Linked DNA regions of Bicyclus anynana: region 2 is linked to region 1. Evidence: chromatin contacts called from public Hi-C data. All regions are on one chromosome and are shown on one strand. Each heading gives the region's core, a stretch centred on a gene start, on an enhancer-like site or on the middle of the called end of the contact. The rest is flanking DNA. Distances are from core to core; before and after follow the strand shown. Region 1 holds the start of LOC112048033 (nuclear hormone receptor FTZ-F1). Region 2 overlaps LOC112048033 (nuclear hormone receptor FTZ-F1).

The links. Hi-C and Micro-C count contacts between places; a contact is called where the count stands out from the background.
Region 2: a contact with region 1 is called in a Hi-C map of whole body, with 3 times the contacts expected there. The contact joins the enhancer-like site here to the promoter of LOC112048033 in region 1. A contact is called at or near these places in 2 of 2 Hi-C or Micro-C datasets (whole body and whole larva).

The regions. Positions count from the first base shown.
Region 1 is chrZ:9,522,120-9,528,326 of ilBicAnyn1.1, reverse strand. LOC112048033 (nuclear hormone receptor FTZ-F1) reads right to left here and starts at 3,730. Exons shown (of 8, transcript XM_052890535.1): 1 at 3,386-3,730. The coding sequence starts at 3,620.
Region 2 is chrZ:9,645,458-9,651,664 of ilBicAnyn1.1, reverse strand. LOC112048033 (nuclear hormone receptor FTZ-F1) reads right to left here. Exons shown (of 8, transcript XM_052890535.1): 3 at 4,119-4,735. Among protein-coding and RNA genes, the nearest start is that of LOC112048026, 27 kb to the left of the region's middle. Within about 2 kb of position 3,259, at least 8 of the 8 cell types and tissues checked have open chromatin away from gene starts, as enhancers often do.

The DNA of each region.
Region 1 (6,207 bases), core at 2,481-4,980:
GATATTTATTTATTTTACATTTCTATCTAATAAGATCATTTGCTAGATATCAGAAAACAAAAAAAAAGATTATTGAAATTGATTAAGTCATTCTCAAGTTATGGCGTGACCAAGAGTGATAGAATCATTATTATGCATTTTCTCTGGGAAAATACGTCTAAAGTGTCAATATAGAACTCCTGGGGTAACCGGGATGTTTGCTCTTCGTATTACTGCAGCGGACCCGAGGTTTATTCCCCGGCATATACGTTGTGTGCGAGCTGTTGTGTGCATGTTAATCGAATCCTGGCTCGATAACAAGGGCCATTGCAATGTCATCGCTGCCAAAAAAAAAAAAGTTAGCCCTTGACTACAATCTCACCTGATGGAAAGTGATGATGCAGTCTACGATGGAAGCGGGCTAACTTGTTAGAAGGAGGATGAAAATCCACACTCCTTTCGGTTTCTACACGACTAAAGCTAAATCGCTTGGCGGTACGTCTTTGCCGGTATTCTTTGGCGGTCTCGTGTGCGTTGGGACGAGATCACCCAGCAAGAGACTGCCTAATGTTTCCGTGAAGAATCGCAGACATGCGCCAATTGCGCACACACTGCGAAAAACGCCGCCTGACCGGTTTTTCACCGGGAGACCCTACATCATAACGGCGAGGCACCAGCACCGCCCGCCCAATAGTTCAAGCCCAGCATGGTCGCCGCCTTCGATAGAACGAAAGGAACTAACCCACTCCACCCCAGCTCGCAAATCACTCACAACCGGGTTCAATCACGATACCACAGGACAAGACACCACGGACCAGTGTATTCCCACTTCCCACCCAGTGTTCCACCTATAGATACTATTACACAGAGACCCGTGAGGGTCAGCGTGGATGATCTCGGGAGTTTATACGCTTAAATCTATTAAACTACGCTATGGATAACTACGATGAGAGCCGTGATAGCCCAGTGGATATGACCTCTGCCTCCGATTCCGGAGGGTGTGTGTTCGAATCCGGTCCGGGGCTCCAACCTCCAACTTTTCAGTTGTGTGCATTTTAAGAAATTAAATATCACGTGTCTCAAACGGTGAAGGAAAACATCGTGAGGAATCCTGCATACCAGAGAATTTTCTTGATTCTCTGCGTGAGTGAAACCTGTCAATCCGCACTGGGCTTGCGTGGTGGACTCTTGGCCTAACCCCTCTCATTCTAAAAGACTTAAGCTCAGCAGTAAGCCTAATACGGATTGATAACGACGCTATACATTTTAATGCGATTTTCAATAATAGATAGAGTTAAATCAACGGGAAGGTTTAAAAGTGTAATATAAAACATTCGACAGTGAATTTGTTTCTTTGATATCGACCCATGGGGTTTATATCGACCTTTAACGACTATCGTAGAGTGTAGTAGATACCTACATAATATAGATCAGGGTTTCTGAAAGTGGGGTACCCGAACTCCTAAGGGTTCGCGATTTGACGGCACAGGGTTCGCGACAAGATTTACGTAATGGTGGCTTGATAACTGATACCAAGTCAGAATTAAGGTTAAAATTGTCCAAAATTACTCCTAACATTGAATCCATTTGCGACAAAAAACAAGGAGACCCATGACATTATTATGGTACTTAATGTGTTATTTAAATGAAAAACCTTATTTTCTTCAACAGTCAAAATTATTTTTTTCTTTGGGAGGGGAGGGAGGAGTTTCCCATTAGTTAGTAACGGGTTCGCTGTCATTTGTAAATTTTAACAGGGGTTCGTGAAAGTTTGAGAAATATATGATATTGATGATATTCCTGATATAGATCACACGTATTCGAATACGTTGTTGAGTTATTACGCGCAACTATGACAACCATGTATCATTAGCATCATGCGGTAAACCTATCACCATAAAATGAATATTTTTTATCGTATCCGACTGAAATTTACATCGGCAGTCGATCAAATGTGGAATTATTGATGGAGCACCTCACGGGTCTTATGAAGCCCTAGCAGACGCCCGCGACTTCGTCCGTGTGGAATTCAGTTTTTCACACATCCCGCGGGAACCATGGTTTTTCCGGGATTAAAAGTGTAGGTGTTAATCTAGAGTCTTCTCTTCTTTCTTTCTTTCAGCCAAATCGCTTTAGTTGCCGCAGCGTAAAAAAGGAACAAACATACTTCCACACTTACACACAAACTTTCGCCTTTATAATATTAGTGTGATATTGAGAGCCTGGGTAGCCATATTATACTTAATTATATGAATACTGAAAGTTTGCTCCTATTATACGTAAGTACGGAAGCCAAGTATGGAGTTTGGACAGTCATGGCTTAGGAAGGTAGCAGATTTCCAGATCCTCATTTGTTCAAGTCGGTATGTTTTGAAATTTTCTACGGAATATGATGAGGCAACAAAAATAATATACTTACTTTGATTTTTAACGATGTTTTTCGAAGGTTTTCTCTTCGAAGGGAAGGAAAGGCATTTTGCTCTACCAACTATGTAGTTAAGTGTGTGTATCTATAACATTTTTAAAGGATTTTTGTCTCATTTGTCTTGATGAGGAATTTTTTTAAATGCAGACAACGCAATAAAACAAACAGCGAATAGAGATCGAAAGTGAAACATGAAAAACGCGAAGCTCATTCCTAAGGCGTATGAATAATTCACGTCTGTCCTGAGTCAGGGCGATTACTTCATCCTATGTAACGTGCCCATTGCCCCCTCAGCGCTACACCGCAAGCAGTGCCCCACTAACACAGAATGGAACATCACCGCTGGCATACAAAGTGACGACTATTGACGATAGACGGATAGAGCGTTTTGTGGCCATTCATCATCGGCTAATACCTACCCATTTTAGATTTACTCTTGCAACACGGACCGTGACTCGAACCGCAGTGCAACTCGCTGTGACTACCACTCAAAAAACTCTGAAACGCTATTTCACCCAACCCATTCCATTGTAGGATAGCGCGAAAAGCCAATGCGACGTTGCCGCTCCGTGCAACCGAGCGTACGGCAGGTAGACGTATTCTCTACTAGTCTCTACAGTTCACAATCACAATGCATACAATGTACCTAATTATTATACAACCAGCACTTGTCTGTTTTGAATATAAGACATATGTATTCATAAAATATTCCCGGCCTCATGTCCCAAATCTAGGTTAAGCGGTACGATTGATCTTAGTAGAGTCCAATACGATTTAGTATGTATTATAAAATTTTGTTAAATTTATCCAAAAATAAACATGAACAGTAAGTTGGAATATAGGAATTTTGGAAATATATATTTTTGGACTATACATAAATCGGGCTCGTATCCGGCTGCAGCTAATATATGAATTGGTATGTAGGTATATACTTATGTATAGCTAATCATGTTTAATTGGTAGAGCTAAACTATTACGTACCAGTGGTTGGATCCACATAGGGGATCTTTATTTCCAGCTGTATATTTCCATTGGGTTTCTGTTCCGTGGATATTTCATACTCCACAGCTCGTTCGAACACGATCTCACTCTTCGGCTGGCTCGAAGTAGCGCCCAGACCCTGCGCAACACTCATTTTTGGAGAGTCTTCGTGCATCATCGGACGGTTATGCGAAACAACTAAATCTAGCTGTCCGCACGGTTTATAAAATATCATCTACTTCGCTTAGAAAAATATTTTCTGTCAAATGTTCTACATAAATACCAATAAATCCTTATAAAACACTAAATGTAGGTCTCTAGGCCACTTCACTTACACTTTGATATTCCGACATAACTCGGGTTCAATAGAACTACTATACTCATGACTGACATTGAAATAAGTCGGTAAAGGGCAGCGAGAATTAACCTAATTTGAGAAAAGTATGTCATGGCCTATTTTCCAGAAAACTTATAGTTTGATGTACTTTTATAACAAATAATTAACTATGAATGGTGAATTATGAAAGAGGATGTATGGGAAATGAAGAAAAATATCTACAAGAACATGTTTAAATGTTTATAATATCAAAATCATAAGTTTAAAATAACTTGTATTTATTTAGAAAAAATATTTTTAAATGCATAGATTCAAATGTATATGAATACGTTGAGTTGTGTAATAATAATGACCGTTTCTATTGCACAATCCTTTCACAAGGGCTTCTAATGTAGGTCAATCTGAACGAGTGTGATTACAAATATTTAGAATGTTATATTTAGTTAATTGGCTTAAATATTAATTTAAAGCAAATTAAAATTATATTAATATCAGTTGATGTATAAATTTAGATTTTTTTCGGTGTTATATTCATTATATTTTAATAAAACACTGTGTTGAGTTTAACATCCGGTACATAGCGCGCCATCTATGGCAGAAGAAGTGCACTATAAACTTATAGTGATGTACCTATACGAATTTAAATTGTAATTTATAACCATATAATGTATCGATTCCGAACTCGTTCATACGTTCATGGTGTTAAGTTGTACAAATATCCAAATCAAACGAAAATATTTTCATTTAAAGCCTATGTTTGTTATATGTTTCATTTATGAAATTCTTACAATATATACTACATTGTCATTACGGTTTAATCCAGACAGAAACGATGTTCTTACACTTGCTGCGATCCTTGCATAATATCTCCCTAATCCCTTTAATACTTCCTTTCTCATCAATCCGTTCATACAATACAATTTTGTCGGTTTAGGGTACTCTTAATTTTTATTAACCAGTTATCAATAAAGACCATATTAGAATAATTATTATCTAGACCCGACTCGGCTTCTAAATAAATAATATCTTTGCGACATCCCCGCGTCTACTGACCGTTGCCCATCACCCGCCAGCCGCTATGTCTTCAATTTTTAAATCTCTGATATTTTGTGGGACATCCATTTTAATGAAATGCTGTTAAGGGCAGTTTTAATCTATATAAAATGTACCACGTAAATTATGTATTTTATTGTATAAAGAATAAAAACAAAAATAGTTTCTGTGATTAGATAAACAAACCGCGGACATTTTATCGATCTTTTTTTCATATAAAAAATTTATCGTACCTAAAATTTATTTGATCTGTTTAATAAGATTTAGTAAGCTTTTGTGATTTAAATGCCCAAGCACAAACAAATATTTGTTACTACATCACAGTATAAATATTTTCTATACAATATTATACACACCTTCTTCTTAAATCACTCTATCTATTACTGAAATTTGCATCAAAATCTGTTGCAAGAATGGCTTGGTCTTCCCTTTCCTACACTTCCATTGACCCTCACCGTGGGTTCGATTCCCACAACTGGAAAATATTTGTGTGATGAACACGAGTTTTTTTCCAGTATCTGTGTGTATTTATACATTATATAAGTATTTATATGTAGTATATAAATGTATATGAACATTATAATATCAACTATCTTAGTACCCATAACACAAGCTGCTCTGTATGTTTACTTTGGGGCTAGATAGTGACGTGTATTGTTTAAGTATATTTATTTATTTATTCGTTGTCAGTGATACAGAAAAGTAAGTTAGATTTTAAAAAAAAAAACTCAACAATAAACATAATAAAAGATTTAACCAGCATCAGGAGAACTTTCCGTTTGGCTGTTAGATCAAGGTTTGTATAAACGAGGCAGTAATCCTTAAGATGGAACTATTGTTAGAAGATTTTTCTCTCCATGAATTACGAATTGTTTAAGTTTTCAAATTTCTTATCCTAAGATCTGATCTTTATAAGTAGGTATTTCGACCGTGTTTCTTTTAAATATTATATTTAACAAACACTGACAAGCATGTATCCGATCAACATCCGAATAAAGGTATTGTTATCGACTCATAAAAACAAGTAATAAATTATGCCCATCTATATGTGTCATTAAATTTATGTTTAGGCGAGGGAATACGCTGGTCAATTTAATTACTTTATTATACATAATACATTTTTTAGATACTTTAGTTAGTGTTCGACAAGCATTATCTTATATAATTTTTAAATTATAGTTAATTAAAATTGAAGAGTATATCTGATTGATTGTCGTAACTACAAAGTCTGAAGATTGTTTTAATCATCAATGTGAAATAGAATTTTAATCGAGAGAAAAGATCTACGAAATAATGAGCACAACACTAGTGTTATTGTTTTTGTGTTTACATGATGTCTATGTTGTCCGTTTAAAAAATGTCCTCAATCTACGGGAAATAATAACCAACTAATTTAAATATATATTAAGCATTTTTTAAGTTTAACAATTTC
Region 2 (6,207 bases), core at 2,010-4,509, 120 kb before region 1:
CTATAGTTAACAGAGTAGAGTCGAAGGGACGCGCCCGGCCCTAACTCTACAACAACTTCTAAGATAGCTTAAAAGTTGAAGTTTTCAATATTTCCATAACTTCTTTTAAATGACTTTCGACATAATGAACAGCTGAGATATAAAATAAATCATGAAATCACCAGTATTCTATCAATAATACGTAATACAACCATTTGTCCCTACAGCTACTAAAGAATCAAATTGAAATTCGTTATAACTCGAACCTTGTTTATAATAAAAGAGCATCCAAAAATGTGTGTGGAATACGACGATAAGTGAGGACGAAGTTTGCGGATATAGTGACGAAACCCGCCAGGCCGGTCGGCAGTTCCCTCCGTCGAAACTCGCAACGCAACGAGCTCTCCGACTCTATGCTCGTAGTTGTAAGTAGGTCAAAGTCGCGCGCTATCGCTGGGTATCGCGTGTGTACTGCGACTGCCCTATCTTCAAATCAGTAGATAAACACTTTACACAATAGCGGCGTAGTGCTGTTTGCTTACGCGTAATTTGAAAGTTGTTGGCTTTATGAAATTGATGATGTCATTGTCAACAACATGTACAGAGTCGTGTGGGTATGCCATTTTTTAGAAGAGAGATCCTGAGAGTTTACTTGAGTTTTAATCACATTTACGTCAGTTTGTTAGTCCTTCTTCAATAAAATCAGACTAATATCATAAAGGCGAAAGTTTCTGTGTGTGTATGTTTCTCCTTTACGCTGTGGCTACTGAAGCGATTTAGCGGAAATTTGGAATGTAAATAGATTTTACTCTGGATTAACACATAGGCTACTTTCATCCCGAAAAAATCCATGGTTCCCGCGAGATTTGTAAAAAACTGTATTCCACGCGGACGAAGTCACCGGCGTCCACTAGTGTATAATAATTTTAAATTTACTCGATACCTATTAGTTAAATACAATATTGTATGTCAATAACTAATTGATATGTTATAAAAACACTTGAAAGGCTACAAGCGAAAAAGGATTATTTTTTCCCGTTTTGTTTACATTTGTTCGTGAGGTACTTATTTGAAAGCCGATTACAATTTATAAAGGACCCTTTTCATTCCAAGATCTATTTATGTCGACAAAAGGCTTTATATAAAGGAAATGTGAGAAACATTAAATCTTACAACAAGAACGACTTATTAATCGTTCTTGGACATGTAGACTAACCAAATTAAAACATTACTAAATAAACAACTTTAAAACATTACTAAACAAAAACTACTGCCAATGGGAATGAGTACGGAAGTTATGGTTGATAACTTTAAACTAGGTTCAATTGTCTATGGAATATTCCTAAACCGAAAGGTTATAATCTACTAGTTTTAAATGAACCCTTGGTGTGTAATAAAATCATTGTATCTTCAATACGTTTGACTATTTTAAGAAGTATACCACCAACCATGGCTTTTTCCGGGATAAAAAAGTAGCCTATGTGTTAATCCATGCTATAATATATCTCAATACCAAATTTCAGCTAATTCTGTTAAGTAGTCGAGACGTGACAGAGTAACAAACATTCATATCATTAAAATCATCAGATTTCGCAAATCTCGGGAAACCATGGATTTTTTCGGGATAAAATGTAGTCTATGTTTTGATCCAGAGTAAAATTTATTTCCATTCCAAATTTTAGCCAAATCGCTTCAGTAGTAGCGGTGTTAAAGAGTAACAAATATCCAAACATCCATACAAACTTTCGCGTTTATAATATTAGTATATATACAAAAGAAATTATTATATACTAGCGGACCCGATCAAGCTTCGTTTTGACATAAGTGCACTTATTCTCTATCCCTACTCTACTCTTCTATACCTCTACCCCTACCCTACCCCTACCGCTTGACGTTTGTATGGGAAATAGAAAAGGGCAGTTTGTAGGGTCTTCCCGAAAATTATTTGATTTTTTCTCACCTTTTAAACCTTCCCTATACCTCCACGAACATTTCAAGACCAAGATAAGATAAATCCGTTAAGCCGTTCTCGAGTTCTAGCGAGACTAACGAACAGCAATTCATTTTTATATATATAGATACAAAAGAAATGGTCGTTGTATTATAATAGATGGTAATCGCGAGACTAGGTAACCAGGCTACTGTTATAAATGTAATCGTTATGTAAGAGAAAGCAACGCACTATTACTAGCGTCTCCGTTACCGGTGGTTACGCGGTAAAATGTGCTTTCTCAATTCTCGCGGCAACTCGGCCACGGGCAATGTGTCAAGTGCACCGACGAAAGTGCAGTGTTGCCGCTTCGCTCGCCCCGTTACATCACATCCGTCTGGAGAAAGCGTGGCTCGTCGACATTGTTCCGGGACTCTCGACTCTCGAGCTTTAGCGCTGACGAGGGACGACTTGTGTACAACTACAAACGCACTGTGATATGTACGTGTGATGTCTGAAATACGTATTCCTGTACACTCAGACCAATTATTGTATAGGACCTGCCTCGCTAGACGTTACTTTTCTGTCAAAGTATATGATCAACGATCTAATGCGATTATAAAAACTGTCTCTATAGTATCAATGTTAAATAGTTGTAATCGTGTTCGTCGGTTAAAGAGCTCCGTAAAAATATCTTTTTGTGTAATTGAATTCTGTAAAAAACGTGCAAAAACTTCTAGTTTATTATAAGATATATACCAAATCTAAGCTCGTTTTCTTCAGAAAATGACAGACAATTTTGTTCGTGACTGTGAGTGCGATACAGGTCCTTCTATAATTGGTCTGAGCCTGTACATCAATAGGCCTATATATTTATACAGAGTTCGTGGGTTATCAACAATGTTTTTGGATTCGAGTAAAAACGCACTATGGTCTGTACGTATATTACAATACGCGCCTAAACATAGTTTCGTAGACTTTTTGGGTCATCGACAAACGTCCTCGGACTCTCGACTGAAAGCTTTAGCAACTGCTACTATACGAACGAACGCACTATTGTCTAAACACGACAATAGTGCGTTTGTAACATGTAATGTAATGTCTGAAATTCATTCTCCTGTACATTACAATGCGCGCCTAAAATTTCCTAGATAGTTTCCGTAAGTAATTTGTGTAAATAAGTATGCAAGGGAGATAGATTCATGTACGACTGCCGTTTGTCCTAATTCTGAGAATGGGTCGTAAACAAGCGGCGTCATTTAGAACAAATGAAAATTGCTAGTTGTGGATCGGAGGCTGTGTGCTGGAGTGAGACGAAGCGAGGTGCACGGAGCGGCAACGTCGCCACTCCACGTGACCGGCTGTTCTTGCGTAAGCGTACAACAACCACGACAGAGACTGTTGACTGTTTGCCTGCACCGGCGGTTGCCGAGCCGCGCTCCTAACTAGGGAGCTTGCTCCTATGGGTGAAGGAACCGCGAACTTACGACCTACTTTGTGGAACTGCTGACTGATCCAACTCTACTTAATTGGTATGACACTTAAACTGGTACATGAACCATCTTGATATTTCATTAAAGTGCTTGTAAACTGAGAAGTTACTTGGAATTAACGAAACTGAAATGATTTGATTTTAATTTACATCATAACTCGTTAGAAGGTGACAGATTAAACGCCTATATTTTTAAGAGAGCACAGGTGATGTAAACATAGTAAAGCGAATGCATCCGGACGCACACCTATCGCATGCTGTGTGAGTTTTCAAGAATCAGATCAGATGATTCAAACATGACGTTATAATTATGTTTGCAGTGGTGTTGTCGATACTAGCGTATTGTGTAATCGTGTAATGTACAAGCACGTTGCGCGTTGTGTAGTAGCGTAATGAAAGAACGATGGCAACGGCAGGCGGCACGCTAGCCGTGGGAACTTGACCCAGTTGGTAAGGGGAGGCGAAGCGAGGTATCGATTGCGACCGGCAACACCGCAACGCTGCATGCGTCACACGCGCCTCTTCCTGCCGGCTGCCACACGAAACTCTACGGCTGTAAGATCACAGACAAGTCGCACTGCTCAAACAAACATATTCTCAAAGCAAGAGTAATCATCGCCAAGCGTCGCAATGCAACATTCGCGAGCAGTTTGGTGTCCACCGGGGAGAGGTTTCAAGGATTCGGGACGGGATCCTTATACTTATCTGGAAATTCACCTTTAGATACTTAAAGAACACGGTGTTTCGCGCCCAATCCACTTGAGAGAACAAATTTTGGTCCAGCACTTTGCACATTAATTCGAAGAGATCGACTTCACACTGATTGTAAGTTTGGCTCTGCAAGAGTCCGAAAAGGGAGTTCTGCCACTCCCGGTCGTCTATCGTCTGCACGAACTCTCGGATCATGGGCGAGACGCGCAGGGTCTCCGTGCTGGTGGCCTCGACGGTGCTGGACGGCGTGGCGGCGGCGGTGGCGGGCGCCTCGAACGCGAACCCGTCGGGCGACGCCGAGTGCGGCGAGTGCGCGTCCCACTTGTCGTGCGCGGTCTGCTGCGGCGGCGCCTGCGACTGCGCCGCCAGCAACGCGGGGCCCGGCGATGACTCCGGCGACGACGTCAGCGACGACACCTGCGGGATCTGGATCTCCTGCTTCACGGGCACGGCGGCGTACGGCGAGCCGAAGCCCAGCACCAGCGAAGCATCGCCCAGCGAGCCACGCAGCGTCTGCACGGCGATCTGCCGCTGGCGCATCATCTGCAGCTTGCGAGCGCGGTCGCGCTTGTACATGGGCCCGAACTTGTTGCGTCCGCCGCGCATGCGGTCGGCTCGCACGGCTGCAACAAAACACTTCATATATTACACCGCTTCATGCACTTCGCAGCCATATCCAACACGTGGTTCTACAAATATGGAGAAACTATGACAATCTTAAAATTAGAGTTTGCAATGTCGATATATTTTACCACAATTCTTATTGAATGCATTATAACAAGCAAATCAAAAAACTGTACGTTTTGTAAGAAACTCCTAGCCTTGTCACCACAGAATGTTAAACTCCTTTCAAGCTTTATATAGTTTGTGAGGTTTCGTTGCTTATACATCGATGGATTTCGGAAGTATTCAGTAAAGTTTTGGTCTTACTGGTGCATATAATAGACCTGTTAGAATAACGGGGCTACATTACTAAAGGTTTCTGTGTTAAAAACAGAATATCTCTAAGCGATGTGTAGGCTTGCCTTTGCACTCATTCTTTATAGTACGCTGATAAATGGGAATTTAATAACATGGGCTTGAAATTTAGGACACTAGGCTTAACGCGCACAAGAGTCGACAGCGTTTTATGATTTTGGCTGAAATCCAAATTTCGAGTAACGATCCCCGAGATAACCATAAATTACGATCGTGCCTATTCTTCGCGGGAAAATATGATATGGACTGTAAAGTAACTTACTAAACGGTATGTTAAACACCTATTTATTTGTGTACAACATGCTGTTAACCTTTCAGGTAATTTGATATGTTTTTATGTCTACCCAATAGTTTTTATATCATTTTCGTTACGTTTTATAAACAGGTTGGATGAACTATATTCCGATGTCATAAGTGTTTTAATAGTGCTTGACAAGGACATAGATTTACCGTGCCATAGGTTATGGTTCTAGATCATCTAGTCTACTCGTGTATCGCGGCGCTCACATTTTTGCCTCTACGCGAAATCCATTGTCATATGAATAAAACGTTTAATAATAATTAATAATCATTTATCTATGTGTAAGTATGTTGTGTATCATTTGAATTTTTAAATGTAGTAGGTATGTGTAATATTCATTTTAATTAATTCAATGCATTCCTTATGCATGTTATACATAAAAAACAGCATTATTAACTTTTTCTCTATATTCACTTAACTGTGTCAAATTCTACGTTCATCAGTTTGCGCATTTTTTTTTAAATGTAGGTACTGAAATATTTCGCTGAACGAATTAATCTTAGGTTTGTATCATCATTCGTCAACATCAACAGATTGACGTTACTGCTGGACATAGGCCTCTGGCATGGACTTCCAAACAAAACGGTCTCGAGCCGCCAGCATCCAGCGGCTCCCTGCAACTCGCTGCAATGCTCAGTCCACCTACTGGGGGGTCGACCATATATAGATTTGTATATACGTCAAAATCATGTCTGGGTTAGTGTAATAACTAAGAACATTGTAAACTGTAAATAACCGTCTGAACCCGGAGCGGAAGGGGGATTTCAGTAAATTGTCGACTCGCCCAACACACGAGTTAAAAATAACAACCAGTTT